Linked DNA regions of Drosophila melanogaster: region 1 is linked to region 2. Evidence: chromatin contacts called from public Hi-C data. All regions are on one chromosome and are shown on one strand. Each heading gives the region's core, a stretch centred on a gene start, on an enhancer-like site or on the middle of the called end of the contact. The rest is flanking DNA. Distances are from core to core; before and after follow the strand shown.

The links. Hi-C and Micro-C count contacts between places; a contact is called where the count stands out from the background.
Region 1: a Hi-C map of the Kc167 cell line shows a contact between it and region 2, with 2.6 times the contacts expected there. The contact joins the promoter of Dhc64C here to the promoter of Pgant6 in region 2. A contact is called at or near these places in 15 of 107 Hi-C or Micro-C datasets (the D17-c3 cell line, the Kc167 cell line, the S2 cell line and 7 more).

The regions. Positions count from the first base shown.
Region 1 is chr3L:4,824,215-4,828,416 of dm6, forward strand. Dhc64C (Dynein heavy chain 64C) reads right to left here and starts at 1,473. Exons shown (of 15, transcript NM_001274503.1): 1 at 1,114-1,473. The coding sequence starts at 1,357. It overlaps LeuRS-m (Leucyl-tRNA synthetase, mitochondrial), which reads left to right and starts at 1,639. Exons shown (of 4, transcript NM_139675.3): 1 at 1,639-1,828; 2 at 1,881-3,672; 3 at 3,731-3,972; 4 at 4,029-4,202. The coding sequence starts at 1,739.
Region 2 is chr3L:2,780,702-2,784,885 of dm6, forward strand. It overlaps Pgant6 (Polypeptide N-Acetylgalactosaminyltransferase 6), which reads left to right and starts at 1,554. Exons shown (of 4, transcript NM_167966.2): 1 at 1,554-1,854; 2 at 2,037-2,771; 3 at 3,035-3,800. The coding sequence starts at 2,200. It overlaps mRpS35 (mitochondrial ribosomal protein S35), which reads left to right and starts at 198. Exons shown (of 2, transcript NM_079169.3): 1 at 198-429; 2 at 493-1,404. The coding sequence starts at 312. The coding sequence ends at 1,355.

The sequences.
Region 1 (4,202 bases), core at 223-2,722, 2.0 Mb after region 2:
TAATACATTAAACGTATAATAAATATGGTAATAAAAAATGGTTTTTTTTATTAGCCAATTGAAATAAATCCGTTGACTTATTCGTCCATTATTGAACTTTCAAAGGAAAACTAATTCCCGTTGATTACGTTTATCATGTCTGGCTCCACATTTACCCCTCACCCACTTTCAGTGGCATTCTACTGCCCACCTGGCATTGGACTCAATGGCACGGCATTGGCATGATTTCATTATCAAGGTGTTGACCTACGGAAATTAAGCGTCCAAGGAAAAACCTTCGAAATTCGTGCGCTCAAGGCTGGACCTTGGCGATGTCATTGCTCCCGCGCTGTTGGCCCCGTTGCCAATGTCAATGTGCCGATGGCATTGCCTTCGGCCAATGTCAATGTCGCTCCCAAAGCTATTGAAGCGGCGGAAGGTGTGCGCAGCCTCCAAGGTCGTTTCCGTAAACAAACTGGTTGCTTGGCAGGTACCAGCTGTTTCCCGGCGAATTGCTTGTAAACAAGCAAAGCCGGCAAGCGGCAAAACAGCTGTTAGCACTTATCGCCCTGCCGCGACTTTCGACTCATAGTTATCGAAGTGAATCATATGTGCTGACGTCATGCGCAGAAACCCGTTTTTATACCCTCTAATGCAGTACACTGATTTTACAATGCAGTTGGTATTTACTAACATGAATTATTGCTATCCTTCTGATTTTACGATTAATTCTGAATGCACTTTTTAGCAATATCGTAATATAAAAAATAATCCTATTTTTGTAATTGAATTTAAATTTTAAAAACTGTATGAATTTGTGATGCTTGAAAATTTTTCATACAAGTTGCTAGTGACATGGTAAGGTATTCCAGCTTCGACTTCCAAGCCAAAAAATATTTCTTATTGGAATTCAAACATCTGCCAAATTGATTTTTAAAAAACTGGTTGCGTATTCAGCTAGCAAACCCATAAATGACTCAATGTAACCATATGGAACTAATATTTTGAACTTATAACAAAAAGATTGCCTGAAAAGCTTGCCAACTTTCTTATCTTCGCCAAAAAGACGCCATTTTGTGCAGGTACCATTTTTTCACCCTAGATTTGCCAACGGGACAGGAATTCTTATTTTACCTTTAATGCAATTGCGTTGGACGTAAAGCGCCTGCACCTGGGGATCCGAGAGGAACTTCCGGATGGTGTCCTGGTTGACGGGATCGTCCAGAGCATCGTTCAGCGATGCGGGAACCACATCGTCCTCCGGCAGCAAAATGGTCACCGCCTTCCGAAGATAATTGGCAAATGCATCATAGTTCGCAATGGACAGGTTCACGATTGGATCCACCGATGTATCGGGGTTCTCCAAGGAGTCACCCATGTCCCACAAAGGTTTTCGGTATTAAATACTCCTCAAAAGGTGTACAATTTAATTTTTCACAATGCCTCGCCCTGTGAAAAATTACGTGAGTTTTTTTTTTCGCAAAATGTAAACGGCCCTGCCACTCAGTTGAAAATCGAAAGCAAAAAAGCCAGTGCTACCATAGTTGCGGCAGATATCAGAATACAGAACTGGGCGAAATGTTACCAGTCAGTCAGGAATGCTTCCCGCCAAAATTTCTTAGAGCAATTCCCATCCACGTGAGCGATGTGGCAACTCGATGCAGAGAAACAGCTGTTCGATTGTAGAGTGCAGTGGGTTCTTCCTATTTTGTTATTCAATAATTGTGAAATGTGCAATTCAATCAATTAAACCGGTATAATGCAAGCACTGAGAAGAACACGACCTTGGGGAGCTGTCTACTGGAATAGCTGGCGGCGCCTGCTAACCCAAAGCTGCACCCGGAATGATGTGGGTGCATAATATATCCGAGAAACGCAATAAGACCTTTGTTAAATTCCAGAATCCAGAGCTAACCAGTGATGTCAAGCACCGGATTGAGGCTCATTGGCGGGAGCAGCTCAGTGGAGGACAGTTCAATCCCAAGGACTCGCAGGACAAGTACTACGTGCTCTCCATGTTCCCGTATCCCTCCGGCAATCTTCACATGGGCCATGTGCGCGTCTATACCATAGCCGATTCGGTGGCTCGTTTCCAGCGAATGTGCGGCAAGAATGTGTTTCAGCCAATGGGTTGGGATTCCTTTGGGCTGCCCGCCGAGAACGCCGCCAATCAGCGTGGGGTGGAGCCCGCGTCCTGGACGGAGCAGAACATTGCCCAGATGAAGGAACAACTCAAGCGACTTGGTTGCTCCTTTGACTGGAACCATGAATTGTCCACCTGCAGTCCAAAATACTACAAGTGGACGCAGCATCTGTTCCTAATGCTCCATCGCCATGGATTGGCCTACCAGAACGAGGCTCTTGTTAACTGGGATCCCGTTGATAAGACCGTGCTCGCAGATGAGCAGGTGGACGCCAACGGCTGTTCCTGGCGGTCGGGCGCCAAGGTGGAAAAGAAGCTTTTGAGGCAGTGGTTTATCCGAACGAGTGCTTATGCCAAACAATTGCTAGACGGTTTGGAGGATCCCACGCTTCGCGACTGGAGGGATATTATTAACCTGCAGCGACACTGGATTGGAGAGTGTGATGGATACGCTTTCAACCTGCTCACCTCCGCCTCCGGACTTTTACGAGTGTGGACTACCCATCCGGAGCATTTAAAAGATCCCCATGCCTTTCTCGTGCTCCGCAGCAATCATCACTTGTCAAAGCTAAAGGGTGCGGACAGCCTAAGCGCAGCGAACCCGTTTGCGGGCACCACAATGCCTGTGGTCTTTAGCGACGAAGTGACATTTCCGCCAAAGAGCGATGTTTACCTGGCAGCCCCCAGCTTCCGTGGCGAAGACAAGGATTTGTGGGATTCATATGGACTGGCTTTTACTTCAAATGGCAAGGATGAGGAATCCCTAAGTCCAGCCAACTGGGAAATGTTAAGGAAAGAGGTGCTCCAGGCAGCCACACGCCTTAATGTTGGCGGCTATCGTGTATCCTCAAAGCTGAAGGATTGGTTGATATCACGACAGCGCTATTGGGGCACTCCCATTCCTATTGTACACTGTCAAAAGTGCGGAGCAGTGCCAGTGCCGGAGGAGCAGCTGCCAGTGTCTCTGCCTCCGAAGGATTCCCCGAAGGAAGCGTTTCTCTGTGATTGCCCAAAATGCGGTGAGAAGGATGCACGAAGGGAGACGGATACAATGGATACATTTGTGGACAGCTCTTGGTACTACTTGCGTTACTTGGACGCCCAAAATTCCGAACGCATTTTCGATACAGCGCTGACCAAGAAGTTTATGCCTGTGGATCTGTACATAGGAGGCAAGGAACATGCCGTGCTCCATCTTTACTACGCCCGCTTTATAAACCACTTCCTGCACAGTTGCGGGCTTTCGCCCACTAGCGAACCCTTTTCCCGGCTGCTAGTCCAGGGCATGGTGATGGGTCGCTCCTTCCGGGTGAAGGGCAGTGGACGTTATGTGCCCGAAACAGAAGTGGAGATTGTGAACGCCAAAAAGAACCAGGCGGTGCTAAAGGAAACCAAAGAGCCCGTGGTCATGACCTGGGAAAAGATGTCTAAGTCAAAGCTGAATGGGGTGGAGCCTAGCGACATGTTTAATGAGTATGGAACGGATACAACGAGACTGATCATATTGGCCGATGTGGCGCCCACATCCCACCGCAACTGGTCCAGTGCAAGTGAGTATTAAGTTGTATATGATATGATAGCCATTTGATATATCTGTGTATACGACAGCTTTTCCTGGCATCCTTAATTGGCAAAAGCGGCTTTGGCTGACCCTGCAGGACTTCCAACAGGCTCGCGAAGATCAAACTGCTTCGGATGTTGTACCCACCAGTGAAGAGTTCCTGGCTGAGGATGCCAAGCTGTTCGATGCGCGAAACTTTTATGTGAAAGGAGCCACCTTTAACTACCGCCATGCACAGCAACTCAGTGTGGCAATTTCCAAAATGCAGGGGCTAACGAATTCTCTCAGGGTAAGGCTTAAAACTAAATCCGTTTTCTAATCTCAGCTTATGCAAAAATATTTTAGCGCACACCTAAGCATGTCCTGCGACATGGAAAACAGTTTGAACGTGCGCTGGCTGCCCAGATCATCATGCTCGCGCCAATGGCTCCGCACTTTGCCTCCGAACTGTGGTCAAAGTTTGTGGCGATACCAGGCAGGCTAAATCCCGCCAGTCAGGAGTTACAGTGGAGCGAAGAT
Region 2 (4,184 bases), core at 304-2,803:
TCATGGTGCTGCTAAAAGTTTAAGAACGGATACTATTCTAGCAAAATTTAACCGAACTACCAGAATTTATTAAACCCTCAGCTAAAAATGAAGTACAAATAAAAACAACTAGCAGTTTACAAAATGATTTAAAAAGACGTTACTTTTATTTGTATGCTTCTCTGTGAATGGCAAGTTTCTGTAAACAGCTGATTGCTTGCTATTCGGCGCGAATGAATGTTCGTTGGCGCATGGTTTACGTAAAAGCCGCATAAATCGCTGGAAATATTAGTTAAAATTAGGTATCTAAGCTTAAAATTAAACATAAAACCATGTCCAGTGCGCTGACTCGCCTGTTGGAGCGCCTGCCACTGAAAAAACAGACGGCGCAAAGCGGTATTCGTGTTTTTTCCAACCAGGAGCAGCGGCAAGAAATTGAGGATGATGAAGGTAAACAATTAAGTTTCCCTGGCTTACACGTTTTATAATGGATATATCTTCCTGATCGGCCAGAATTCCGAGTGCTCAGCCTGCGGACGGTGAAGCAGCAGATGCAGAAGCGCCAGCAGGTCCGTCGGGATCCCATCACACCGCCGCGCACTGGCCGCATGGCGGTGGATCAGGACTGGACGGCCGTTTGGCCAGGACCACGTTCGTTCCACCCGGCCAGTGTGCCTCTGCCACTGCGGCAGGGATTCACGGAACGCGGAGCAGCAGCTCCGTCGAAGTTCGCCAATGCAGAGCTGATGAAGATACCCAACTTTCTGCACTTGACACCGCCGGCCATCCGTCAGCAATGCGAAGCCATCAAGAAGTTCTGCACGCCATGGCCAAAGGGTCTGGAGACAGAGGCCAAGTGGCAGCGCCACTTCCCCCTGGAGGTCACCACCACAGACTACTGCCAGAGTTTGCCCACGATCAGGAATCCGGAGGCCAGGCGCGTCACCATTACCCTGAAGCTCTCTGACCTGAAGTTCGATGCGCACGCCAGGGATAAGTTCCTGCGCCTGGTGGGCGATCGCTACAACAAGGACACGGACCTCGTTACCTTCGTCACGGATCGCTGTCCGCAGAAGAAGCAGAACTACGACTACGCCCTGTATCTGCTCACCGCTTGCTATCACGAATCCTTTGTCACCGAGCCGTGGGAGGCCACCAAATCGGAGGCCGACATGGAGGTCTATCTGTTCGAGCGTAACCAGTCGAAGGTCTCCGCCGAGGGAATCCTCAACTGGAACGCCAAGAAGGGTGCTCCAAAAGTGGTTCCCAGCAAGTCATTCGCTGAATGCGTGGAGAAACTGATAAACGAAGGCGAAAACGAGTACAACTTGGGCAAATACAAGGAGGAGGTCAAGAAGATGTTGAACATTGCCTAGGAAACTGGATAGTTGAGTGAACCAATAAAGCGAGAAGTTGTTAAAAAATAATCATAACAAGTATTTGAATGTTACAATATTTATCTTGTTAATAATTTTGAATTGAAACTGGGCAACCATGTAATCCCCCTTTACGACGCCCCTCCTTCGTTGTGAATGTCCGAACAGCTGTTTACAATGAAGGCGTGCCCGTGTGAATGGCATTAGAACAGCGCCAAGAACAGAACCAAAAAAACCGAATTTCCGCGGACGTGGAAGCAAACTTTTGTTTTGCTATGCTAATTAGTATTTTAGTAGTTAATAAGTTTATTCAACCCCGTTTGGATGGAGCTTTGAGTAGAATACAGTCGTAGAGAGGTGAGAACAAACTCCTGATAAGAATTCACCTGCTGATGACGTTTCACCTGATTAAAATTATAAAATCCGGAATTATAAACAAAGTTAGTCGCTGAAGTGTTTCTAAGTTATAGTACATTCATTGACATATGTCTGCGATAAGGTAACTATCCAGCGGATGTTCCTTCAGCGCAGTTAAATATCATTTCTATTATCTTAACTTTCGTATTGGTGAAAATGACTCGCCGCTTATCTTGTATTTTTTGTATGTGCGACCCAAAAAGATACATATGTGCTTACGTTTCTGAATTTTTCTACTTTTCTACTATTCTCTTTCACCCACAGACCACGTTGCAGTGCCGCCAGATAAAGAGACAAGCCAGCAAACATCCGCAGCACCTGAGCTAACAAACCAATATCACCATTACCGCGAGATATACTTCACCGACATTAATGGTTGACGTAGAGACCCGTAGAGCGCACACGTAGCCACGGATATCCGGCAAAGATGCGGCGACCCAATCTCAAGTGGATAGTGAAGGCCTCGCTGCTCTTGTTGATCTCACTGACTCTCTTCGTACTGATAACCAGCTGGATCTCATCTACTCCGTACACCAACAAGCCAGTCCATCATGGCGTGGAGCCCGTGCCCGAAAAGGCTGGCCTTTCCGGCGATGTCAAGGTGAAGGTGCCAGCTATAAAGCAACCAGAACCTCAGAAACCACAGGAACCCGACTTCGAAGAGGATCCTGAGCTGCAGAAGATCGATGAGCCCGAACCGGTGGAGGAAGAAGTCGATAATCCGCATCCGGCGGACGACGAACCGCAACAGCAGCCCCAGGAGGAGCTCCAAATGGCTGCGCCGGCGGACGCTTCGGTGAAGAAGGACTGGCACGACTATACTTTCATGGAAAAGGATGCCAAGCGCGTGGGCCTCGGGGAGGGCGGAAAGGCATCGACGCTCGACGATGAGTCCCAGCGAGACTTGGAGAAGCGAATGTCCCTGGAAAATGGATTTAATGCCCTGCTCTCGGATTCCATATCGGTTAACCGCTCGGTGCCCGACATCCGCCACCCTCTGTGAGTTGTTCATCAAAAAGCACTTAGTTTCGCTAAATATAGGAGTCGAGATAAGGCAGTGGCTCCCAAAATGGGCACTTCTCTAATGTGACGCTCCAAATCAGTTTTATTTTCAAAGTCAGATAAGACCATTTTGCTTGCTTGAAATGCTTATTATTTTATAGTAGGAAGATATTGAATTAATTATATCAGTGCAGTGATATCTGTTAACGAATAATTTATTGCCAATTCCAATTTATTTTAATCTATTAATTCAATTGCAGATGTCGCAAGAAGGAGTACGTAGCGAAGTTGCCCACAGTCAGTGTGATCATCATCTTTTACAACGAATACCTGAGCGTGCTGATGCGCTCAGTTCACAGTCTGATTAATCGCTCGCCGCCGGAGCTGATGAAGGAGATAATCCTGGTGGACGATCACAGTGACCGCGAATATTTGGGAAAGGAGCTGGAGACCTATATAGCGGAACACTTTAAGTGGGTGCGCGTGGTGAGGCTGCCAAGGCGCACGGGACTGATTGGTGCCCGAGCGGCGGGCGCAAGGAATGCCACTGCAGAGGTGCTCATCTTCCTCGATTCCCACGTGGAGGCCAACTACAATTGGTTGCCACCGTTGCTGGAGCCGATTGCCCTGAACAAACGGACGGCGGTGTGTCCCTTTATCGATGTGATTGACCACACCAACTTCCACTACCGGGCGCAGGATGAGGGAGCCCGAGGAGCGTTCGACTGGGAGTTCTTTTACAAGCGCCTGCCATTGCTGCCAGAGGATCTAAAGCATCCGGCCGATCCGTTCAAGAGTCCCATCATGGCTGGCGGTCTATTTGCCATTTCTAGGGAGTTCTTCTGGGAACTGGGCGGCTACGACGAGGGCCTGGACATCTGGGGCGGAGAACAGTATGAGCTAAGCTTCAAGATCTGGATGTGTGGTGGTGAAATGTACGATGCGCCCTGCTCCCGCATTGGGCATATCTATCGCGGACCTCGCAACCATCAGCCGAGTCCCAGGAAGGGCGATTACCTGCACAAGGTGAGTTTAGCAGTAGAGAATAAAGAGTAATCTAAATGGCGAATGGGAAATTGAGCCATAAACGGGTTTCATCCAACATTAACAGACACTCCCATTTAGTTTCTTAATTTTTTTAAGACCTCATAAAATTCTTTTGTCTCTGAACTTCGCTAGTTCATTTTACAAGTTTTTATTTTTATGTTTTTGTTTTTGGCGGATAAACTTGGCGTGTTGGTTCTAATTAGAAATTTATATGTTGCCTCTTCGTGGTATATCTTTATATCTTTGTTTTGTTTACTCTGGCATGTAGCTATCCGAACTTGACACATTGTTGTGAAAAATATTTGCGCATATTTAAAAAGGGGTTTATGGCTTTCGAAGTTAACTTGATTGCAGCCATGGCAA